2 separate regions of the Capra hircus genome follow, and region 1 is linked to region 2. Evidence: chromatin contacts called from public Hi-C data. All regions are on one chromosome and are shown on one strand. The core of a region is the stretch at or near the end of the contact, and the rest is flanking DNA. Distances in the headings are between cores, read along the strand shown. Region 1 has its middle 39 kb from the start of CST7. Region 2 has its middle 120 kb from the start of CST11.

Region 1 (4,913 bases), core at 993-3,492, 330 kb before region 2:
TTATACCCGTAAATGCTTACTTTAAAAAAGAAATATCTGAAGTCAATAACCTCACCATTCATCTTAAGAAACTAGAATAAGCAGAGCCAGAGTAGGAAGTAAATAAAGCAGACGGAATCACATGAAATAGAGGATGGGAAAACAATAGAGAAAATGACGCACAAACCCTCAAATCAGTTCTTTGTAAAGAAGAACAAAATTGACAATCCCCTGTAGCTGGACTGATCAAGAAATGAAGAGAGATTCATATACTAGATCAGGAATGAAGAGGGACATTGTTACGTGCCACAGAGAGTAAAAAGGACTGTAAGGGGACACTGTGAATAACTGTGTGGCAACACATTAGGTGATTTATAGGAAATGGACACATTCCTAGAAAGACACAGACAGCCACAGCTGACTCAAGAAGAGACAGAAGATCAATAAATTTATAACTGGAGATTGGACTGGTAATAGAAATGCTTCACACACACACACAAACCCCAGAACCAGATGGCTTTCCTGGTGAATTGTTGACAAGTTTGAAGAAAAATAAACAGAGTGAGCATTCATTTTAGGCAAAGAGGGAAAAAAAACACTAAGCAAGACAGGAAATTAAGAACAATAAAAGCAGGAACTGGTGAATCTGAAAACAGAAAATGAGAAGTGAAAAATAATCTTAAGTTGAAGATACACGTGTGTGGCACTCACAAACTCTGAGTCTCCCACCCACACATATGCACACGTACAGATGCTCGGTAAACTCAGCCTCAAGGGACAATTCAAGATGAGAAAGTGTAAGAAATCACAGATGCAGAAAAAACAGTCAGATTCAAATGGAAAAGGATACTTTGCTTCACTCTGTGGATTAGATGACTGATGCCAAAAGACTCAGGAAACTGAAGGGTCAGTGGACACGTGCGAAGCTGAGCGGTCCTTCAGATGACCTTCAAGAGGGCCTGTGAGAGGGGTGACCGTGTCCAGGAAACATCTCCAAGGTGCCCTGTGAGCTGCAGTAACACAGCACACTGGTGAACGCCCACATGTGGTGTGTGCGGCCGCGCCTGTGACCTGAGTACACGGGCACACTGGGCACCATTGTTCTCTGGGTACCCAGGGAGCAACCCTGGCATATTGAGCCGGGGCACTCACGTGTGCAGGTGGGAAGAAAGTGATTTCCACTGCACATCCTTTTGATCCAGCTGGCTGATTTTTACCACTTCTTATCATTTACTAATGCAAAAAAAAAAGCAGGGGGGGATGTTCCATGGAAAAATGCCAAAGAGGTCTCTCCATACCATTTTCTGATAAACACCCTCAGATACAAGCATCAGGGGAGCTTGGGACGTCAGCTGAGGGTGCAGAGTGTCCTGAATGGAGTGTGGAAGTTGGTCTCCTGTAATGACCCCATGTGTCTCACTGGCCAAGTACTCTGTTGGCGTTGGTAACACTCCGGGCCTGTGGCCAAGGTCTCTTGGCCAGTAGCAGTTCTAACCCATCCCTTCACAGTGAAATGATAAAACTGGGTTGGCAGAATGGTTTCTGAAATGAGAATGGTGATGAATGCCCACAGCTGTCACTCTTTAGCAGAAATTTGTCATATTATACACAGAATTAAATCTATCCTCCATTAAAAGTATGACAAAAAGAATTAATTCATTTTCAATGTAATGACTTAAGCAAGCAGATCTTGCATAACAATGAGGGTTTCTGAACTTCTAATGAACTGTTTAAAGTGTTCGAGCTGAATTTGGGTCTCTGATAATAATTTCTAAGATCCAAGACTCCCCGGTTGGATGGCATTGCCAATTCAATGGTCATGAACTTGGGCAAATTCCAGGAGATGGCGAGGGGCAGGGAAGCTTATTGTGCTGCAGTCCATGGGGTTGCAAAGAGTCGGACACGGGGTTGCAAAGAGTCGGACACGGGTTGCAAAGAGTCGGACATGACTTGGCAACTGAATAACGAAAAACAGCAAGACTCCCCTAAAGGAGCTGTTTGGTGAGATACTCTCCAAGGGAATTGGTCTGGAGACAATGAACACAAGTGAAAAAGTCAGAGACTGTGGCAGTCTGCTGTGTCTATGGCCCCATGGTGACCTTACTCCCTGTTGATCTGGAGGTTGGCCATGTGGTTGTTCAGGGTGAGGTATTAACAACTGTGAGCTTGCTAAGTGCCATTGTGTTGGGGTCTGTGTTCCTGGGACACTTTGTGGAAGCCAGCTGCCATGTGCCAAGGCCAGTGGCCTGAGGTCACCTGCTGTCAGGAAGCCCAAGCTGCCCCGTGGAAGGTCACACGGAAAGAGCTCTGTGCCGTCAGCTCTCGGCTGGGTCAGCTGGTCTGGCCGAAGCCCCACAGCCCAAGTGTATGTTAGTTGGAGGGAAGGACTGCCCAGCTGAGCCCAGGTTCAAATTTTTACTGTTGCTCAAGCTGCTAAGTTTTGAAGCATCTTGTGCAGCTTAGGCAACGGCCGGGGGGGCGGGGGGGGGGAGGGGTCTGAGGTGAGATGCACCTGGAGGAAAGGGAGCAGGTGCAGGAAATAAATGCACCAAGAGTGGTAATCCTGTCATCGTAAAGTGGTCAGAACTCCGACTGCTTCACAAGGACTCTCTAGGTGACAGCATAGCCAAGATCCATGTGACTCAAGTGCGGTCCCCACACTGCAGCGCTGACGAGCTCTGGGAGCTTGTTCATTTCTTAGAAAACCCCAAACCTGGGACCCTGCCCCAGAAACTTGGCTCTCCACGTAATGTCTAGGCACTCCACGAGGAGGTTCAGGTCTCAGAGGTCTGGGTTTTGGGTTGTGAGCCCTGGGGTTGCCACACTCTCGGCAGTGAGCAGGTCATGACCATCTGTACAAAGATGGATTTCAAGATGTCCATCTCCCTGGAGACCTTTTCGAAGAAGTGATTCATCCACTGAAGGTCTCACAACACCACCCCCCACACACCCCCGAATAATCAGCCTTCACGTTCCCAACCAGGAGCACACTAGGTCATGTGGCCATCCTCAGAGAAGATCAGTAAGAGGGGGCTTTGTTCACTGCTAATGCAGAGGCTCTGTGTCGGTTGGGAAGGTGATGGCCTGGGAAGGGGTCTTGGGGACGGGGGTTGATGGCAAGGGTTCCACGTCTCTGAGCCGCTGGTCACGCGATGGAAAGGCTGGCCCAGTGGCCCCTGGAAGTCTCATTGCTGGTCAGAACCCAGAGGCCAGGCCCTGCCCCTGGTGCAGAGTTTGCACCAGGGACTGGGGTGGACCCAAGACAGGGCCTGCAGTCTTGACAGGCAGTTCCAGAACCATCCTTCCTAATTTAACCTGAGCAGTAAGGCAGGAGTGTGCTGTGAACCTGCAAGGCGAGATGGAAACAACCCACAACCCTGCTGCCGTGCAGTATCCCGAGGTCTGCCGTGTGAACACTGAGACCAGCACAGACTCCAAGCCGCCAACAGCTTAACCGCCAGCTCCCTAAACCTAGCCTGGCAGAGCCCGGGAATCCCGGTCAGACGCTCACAGAGGGGGCCCATCCCCCGCCCCTCCTGACCACAGCTGCTGGGCAGATGGGATGAAGGCAACCGAGGCTGAACTCCCGCCCAGGCCCGGGATGGGTGTCTGGAATGGAGCCCGGGGCCCCGTGGCCGCTGACCTAGGGAAGATCCCTGGCACATCTTTTCCCGGAGCTCCAGCGCCACCTGGTGGCGGGGGCCCCACGCCCGGGTGCATCTGGGATCCAGATGGTACCACCTGGGCGTGTCCTGGGTGAGCTCGCATCAGAGGGAGAGGGTCCCAAAGAAGTCCCAGGAGGCCTGTGCCCCCTGCCCAGCCTCGACACCCCCTGCCTCACTGCTGTGTCCTACAGGTGTATTTCTGGGGAATGTGTCAGAGTGAGGCTGTTGCCCCAGGCTCTGCTTTACAGGGACAGAAATTGAACCCGATCCTGGTCCCTGCTCGTGCCCCTGTGCTACCTCCCCCCTCCCCGGTGGTGATGTGGGGGCGTAGGGTCCAGTGTCCCTGCCCTGGCCGGACATCTGGGCCTGAGCACCCCGTCCTGCAGCCTGACCCGCTTCAGGCAGGATGAACTCCAAGAGCCGGGCAGCAACAGCCCTGATCATCCTGAGAGCCCAGGGTTAGAAAAGTGACCAAAACAGGAAAGTTTTGCTTTCTACAAGCCTTTTAATATCTTCTCCAAATCCCAAATTTCCATATATGTCTTTATTATAGTATTAACATGCAACACATTCATATATTATATAAGGCTCCCCAGCGGCTCAGTGGAAAAGAATCTGCCTGCAGTGGAGGACACATGGGAGATGTGGGTTCAATTCCTGGGTCAGTAAGATCTCCTGGAGAAGGGAAATGGCACTCCACTGCAATATTCCTGCCTGGGAAATCCCATGGACAGAGGAGCCTGGCAGGCTGCAGTCCATAGGATCGCAAGGAACGCTCTGTACCCTATTACCTACCCTGAAAGGGGCGCTCTGCCCTGCCTTTTGTTCCATTTGGCACATTGGCTGTTGTCGGCCATCAGAGACTCTAAAGCCACCTGAGAAAAGGCCCCGCGATATTTGGACAAAGAGATGTGACATGAGGGGGGGGCGCAGCAGAGGCTGAAGGATGAGCTGCTGCCCCCGGCCTGTAATGCCTTCTTCACCCAGTGTGTCCCCACAGGCTTTGAGCTCAAGCAAAGTCATCCTTGGAGACCCACCCATTGTTTCAGTTGCTATGGCTTCACAACAAACCAGCCCAGGCCTCAGCAGTTTTAAACAACAGTGTTTGTTGACCTTGAGCATGTGGGTCAGGAATGTGGACAAACACAGCGCTCTCCACATGGTTTCCTGCTCTGAGGTGGAGGGGGCCGGCCACCATGTGGAGGCCATGCCCCAGGAGAGAGAGGTGGCTTAGCCTCGGACGTCAGCATCTTCTCCTGTGAGTTGCAC
Region 2 (5,083 bases), core at 1,548-4,047:
TCACAGGCAGCACAAGGCAGGGCAGGGCCTCAAAGCCACTTTGCCCTGATCATCGATCCCCCATCCCGTCAATATTGACATCAAAACCTCATGCTTGGGGTCTGATGCTATTCAGGATTCTAAAAATTCCTTAAATAGAAAGAAAAGCATGCTACCCCATTTGTGTGATGATCGAGGGTGGACAGAGCATCCAGATGACAACTCACATTTTCCTTCCAGCTCAGCCAAGCTCACCGGGAGGACCACAGGGCCGCCTGTCCAAGCACCACCCGGCGATGAGCTGGGGGGCCAGCCTTTTGCTGCATTGAGCTCTGGCCTGAATCCTTGTTTATCCAGAAAGAGAACAAGTGTCCCACCACCTGTGATTCATTTTCATTTTTTACCTTATTTTCCTTCTGGGCCTTCAGTCTGCTCATTACCTTTTCTTTCGCCTCCACTTCCCTGTTACGCATTTTAATTTTTCTGGGTGATTTTTTAAATTGCACAAAGCAATTTTGCTTTTTGTTCCTGCAGCTTCTATAAAGCATTTCTCTCTTTTAATTATTCAAGCACATTCCTCCATAAATTACAGTTTCTGAGTTTCTGGATGTTTCATGCCTGTCATAACAGGTCTGTACTAGATACACGATCGAGTGGTGGAGATATTAATCAAGGAGAAGAGTCTTCAGCCCTCCGCGAGCCTTTGGCCTTGATGGAAGATGGGTGCTGAGTGAGCAAATGGAAATCAGAGATAAGATGGGTGCTGGCAAGCAGGCAGGGGGCACTAAACCCACGCAGAAGGTAGGGGAAGGACGGGTGCCATGCAGCGGTGGCAGACGCTGCCCACTCACCCTTGGTCTTCCTGCCTTAGCGCCTCCTGCGTACCTCCCAGCTGCCAGCCTCCTCTATACTTCGCCTCTGCTGGTGTCCAGGAGATTAACCAGGAGACTAACACCCCAGAGGGACCCCCTCAGCACCATCTCCCAGAAATTCCTGACAGTCCACACTCTCCTCTTCCCTGACGCTTCCCCACCCTCCCAAAAAATGTTTCCTGGGGTTGTTGTTCAGTTGCTAAATCATATCTGACTCTCCATGACCCCATGGACTGCAGCACACCAGGCCTCCCTGTCCTTTACTATCTTCTGGGGTTTACTCAAATTCATGTTCATAGAGTCTGTGATGCCATCCAACCATCTCATCCTCTGTCACCCCCTTCTCCTCCTGACTTCAATCTTTCCTGAGGTTGCCCCCCACCAGAAACCACCTACTGTTACTCATCTGCTTCTTGGCAGCCCAACCTGGATGGTCGCCTTTACGAAAAAAGGAAAACTGCTGAATCACCAAAGGTGGGGAGACATCAGTGAGGCAGCTTAAGGGGAAGGGAGCTCCCAGCAGAAGGAGGGTCTGGGCCCAGACACATTCATGGGAGGGTCTATCACCCTGGAGTTGCAAAGGGAAGCACCCACTGAGCTGCAGCTCGGAAGCAGCTTAGCTATGGCCCATGTGTGCATGTGAGCTCAGTGGCTTCAGCCCTGTCTGACTCTTTGCGACCCTGTGAACTGTAGCCCGCCAGGCTCCTCTGTCCATGGGATTCTCCAAGCAAGAATACTGGAGTGGGTTGCCATGCCCTCCTCCAGGGGATCTTCCTGACCCAGGGATTGAACCCATGTCTCTTATGTCTTCTGCAGTGGCAGGAGGGTTCTTTACCACTAGTGCGCTGTGGGAAGCCCAGAATCTGTCAAACACCCAAAGGACTTCGAGACTGCAGACAGCTCCCTTCAGAGCACGAGCATGGACTTGGATTCATAAAAGTGACAGTTACCCAGTTGCGTCTGACTCTTTGCAACCCCATGGACTATATAGTCTATGGACCTCTCCAGGTCAGAACACTGGAGTGGGTAGCCTTTCCCTTCTCCAGGGCATCTTCCCAACCCAGGGATCTAACCCAGGTCTCCCACATTGCAGGTGGATTCTTTACCAACTGAGCCACAAGGGAAGCCCCTTGGATCCAGAACCCATGGGCTAAAAATACCGGTTCTGCCATTCACAAGCTGCGTGACCCTGAGATACTCTTCTGACCTCTCTGTGCCTCGGTTTCCTCATCCGTAAGGTGGAGAGAGTCCCACTACCTACTGAATGGCTTTTGTGAGGCTAAAGGGAATTGCTGAGCGTCATGATCCCTGTTGGTGGGTGGTGGTGGTAAGAGTAGCAGCTATTTTCTGTTTGTGATGATTTCAGTGGCCTCTGAGATTCAAATTGCATAGGGAAGGAGACTCAATGCCTGCTCTCCAGGAGCCCATGGCCAGATGAGGCAGAAATACATGTACAAGTAGAAATGACCCACGAGGAGGATGGGGAACGCCCTAGTGACTCAGAAGGGCTGGAGGGCTACAGAGAGGACACACAACTCTGGCTGGTGGACCATGTGGACCCAAACTTGAAGGACAACTTACTCACCATGGCCTGCTCCCGTGAGGTCCCTGGACCCCTGGTCTGTCCTGGGTGGTTGCCCTGCAGACGTCTGCACGGGCCGCAGAGCAGGACGATGGGGGCCTGCTGCCCCCTACTGGCAATTGCTCTGCTCAGTACAATCCACCAACCTTTCCAGATCCTGGTGGCTCAGCGAGCGCAGAACCCAGGAGGCGGGTCTCCAGAAGCCAAGGCAGCAATCTTGGGGGGTCGGGGCGGCAGGGGGGGAATCAGCTTGCAAAGCTCTCCCCCAGGTCGGACCCTCAGTCACCCTGGAGACACCCTCAGAGTGTTCTGCATGCGGTGACGCTGGAATAAGAAGCAGAAGGGGAAGGATGACTATCGGCGGGTGAAGGGCCCCCTCTAGTGGTCACTGTGGTCCAGGAGCGGATGCGATCTGAACCTCAGACTCGGCCAGCTCAGGGGTCCGCGGGACTCACGGGGTAGGTGGCCGAGGCCCTGAGCCTGCGCTGAGGTGCTCCCGGAGAAGGAGGGTCCTCTTTCTGGCGTCTCGGCAGATCATCCTCGTCACTGTGGGTGGGGTTGCCTCACCCCTCCCGCGTGCCCCCCAGGCACCTTCCCTCTCTCTGAGCCCTGAAGGGCCACCCTCCCTGGCCGCCCTCTATGAAGCCCTGAGTGCCCCCAGACTCCCTCCATGCCACGGTTCCTGTAACCAACGCCTTGGTAAATACACAGCTTCTAAGCCACCGCCTGAAGAAGGTTGGGACCAGCTAGGGATGAGGGATAAGTCCTGCCAGCTTCCAAACCCATGCTGGTCTCCGTGGAGCTGGGGGTTGGGCTGGTGGGGGCAAGGCTGTGACAGCAGAGAAGGTTCAGGGCAGGGGACTGAGAAGGGGAGGGTCCTCAGCTTCTGCCTTACCCCATCCTGCACCTCCCTCTGCCAGGGGATGGAGATGGGCTTGCTGTTTCCCATCTCTGTTCTTCTGTGTCCTCCTGGGTTTTTGCCACAAGACTCACACCCACACTCTCCCGGGATGTGGCTGACTTCGAGAGCACAGGGCTTCATGGCCCAGGGTCGACTGGGGGCAGAGCAGGAAGCTAGGTGAAGAACTTGGTAATTAATGAATCACAAAATTGAGGGTTGCAGGGACTTTCCTAGACCATGCCCTTTAGTCTCTCCATTTTTGAGAGAAGGAAGCTGGGGCCCTGGGTAGAGAAGTTGCCACCTTGGAGAGGCCCATTTAGGAGCTGTGACTTCCCAGACCCGCTGGGGTCAGGCAGAGAGGGGGGTGGGGAGGAAAACAGCCTGTTAATATTAATAGACTTTCAGCTTCTGTGAGGTCATAGCTTCTTGGGAACATGCGTGCACTGACACACCCATTCTAGGGAAAGGCTTTCTCCAGGATGCAGTGGGGGTGAGTAGGATTAATGGACAGTTGCCTCCCTGGCTGAAATACACATCCACGCCCTCTGCCCAGAGTAAGCCCCTCCCTCTAGACAATGCAGACATAAGCCCCACGCCATTGCCTTTGGGCCAACTGAATGTGAGCGGCTGAGACAGGTGCATGTGTGATGTGACTGGTCCTCCTGCCTGACTCAAAGCCCCAATAAGAAGAGGCTGAACCCAACAGCTCCTGCCCCCTGTGCTCAGCCACACCATGAAAACACGAGCCCCTCAGGCTGCGAACGCAAGAGCCTGCAAGGAAGCGTGTGGCTGTAAACCCCTGAGCTGTGAGGTTGTGTACATGCTAAGTCGCTTCAGTCCTGTCCAGTTTTTTGTGACCCCGTGAACTGTAGCCCACCAGGCTTCTCTGTCCATGGGATTCTCTAGGCAAGAATACCAGAGTGGGTTGCCGTGCCCTCCTCCAGGGGATCTTACCAACCCAGGGATCAAACCGATGTCTCCTGCATTGTAGGTGGATTCTTTACCACTGAGCCATGACGGAAACCCTGAGATGTGAGGCCTTTGCTGTGCAAAACACTAATACGTGATTCAGCCCACATTCTACATTGCCTCATCTATGAGCCTTTCTTTTCCTGGCCCCCATAACAACTCACATTCCACAATAAGTAATCAGGATGGTTACATTAAAGGCTGGAAACAGAGCTTTAAATGCTTCCTGACTGATGTCCTTATCTTCTTGGATCCTGGAGAAAGTGATCCTAATGGTGTGTGCAAAGCACAGCAAGTGACTGCCAGGGACTACTCCCTCCGAAACAAGGCAAGCCCCAACATTGCTTTGTGACAGCACATCGGCCAGGTAAAGAGGGGAACCCCAGCTCTCACGCTGAAACGCCTTGAACCTAAAACCAAATACCGAGAAATAAAGGCCAAGGGCAGGCAGTCACTGAATGTTTCTTTTCAATATTTATTTATTTATTTGGCTGCACCAAGTCTTAGCTGCAGCATGTGGGATCTTTAGTCATGGCATGTGGGATCTAGTCCCCTGACCAGAGATCGAACCTGGGCCCCCTGCATTGGGAGGGCAGAGTCTTAGCCACTGGACCACCAGGGAAGTCCAAACGAATATTTTTTTAGGTAAGAAAACACAGAAGACTTGAAGAAGGTGTGTAGCCTGGTGCAGGGGAGACACAGGGCTGGTGAGGTTTCCTGCTGGCTCACTCCAACTCTGCTTGTCTGTCTCCTTTCCAATCCACTGGGGCTGGAGCGGTT

Evidence for each region. Hi-C and Micro-C count contacts between places; a contact is called where the count stands out from the background.
Region 1: a Hi-C map of blood shows a contact between it and region 2, with 2.8 times the contacts expected there. The contact joins two enhancer-like sites. A contact is called at or near these places in 2 of 5 Hi-C or Micro-C datasets (both in blood).

The regions. Positions count from the first base shown.
Region 1 is chr13:41,891,155-41,896,067 of ARS1.2, reverse strand. No RefSeq gene overlaps it. Among named protein-coding and RNA genes, the nearest start is that of CST7, 39 kb to the left of the region's middle. Within about 2 kb of position 2,242, at least 3 of the 5 cell types and tissues checked have an H3K27ac peak or open chromatin away from gene starts, as enhancers often do.
Region 2 is chr13:41,565,450-41,570,532 of ARS1.2, reverse strand. No RefSeq gene overlaps it. Among named protein-coding and RNA genes, the nearest start is that of CST11, 120 kb to the right of the region's middle. Within about 2 kb of position 2,797, at least 2 of the 5 cell types and tissues checked have an H3K27ac peak or open chromatin away from gene starts, as enhancers often do.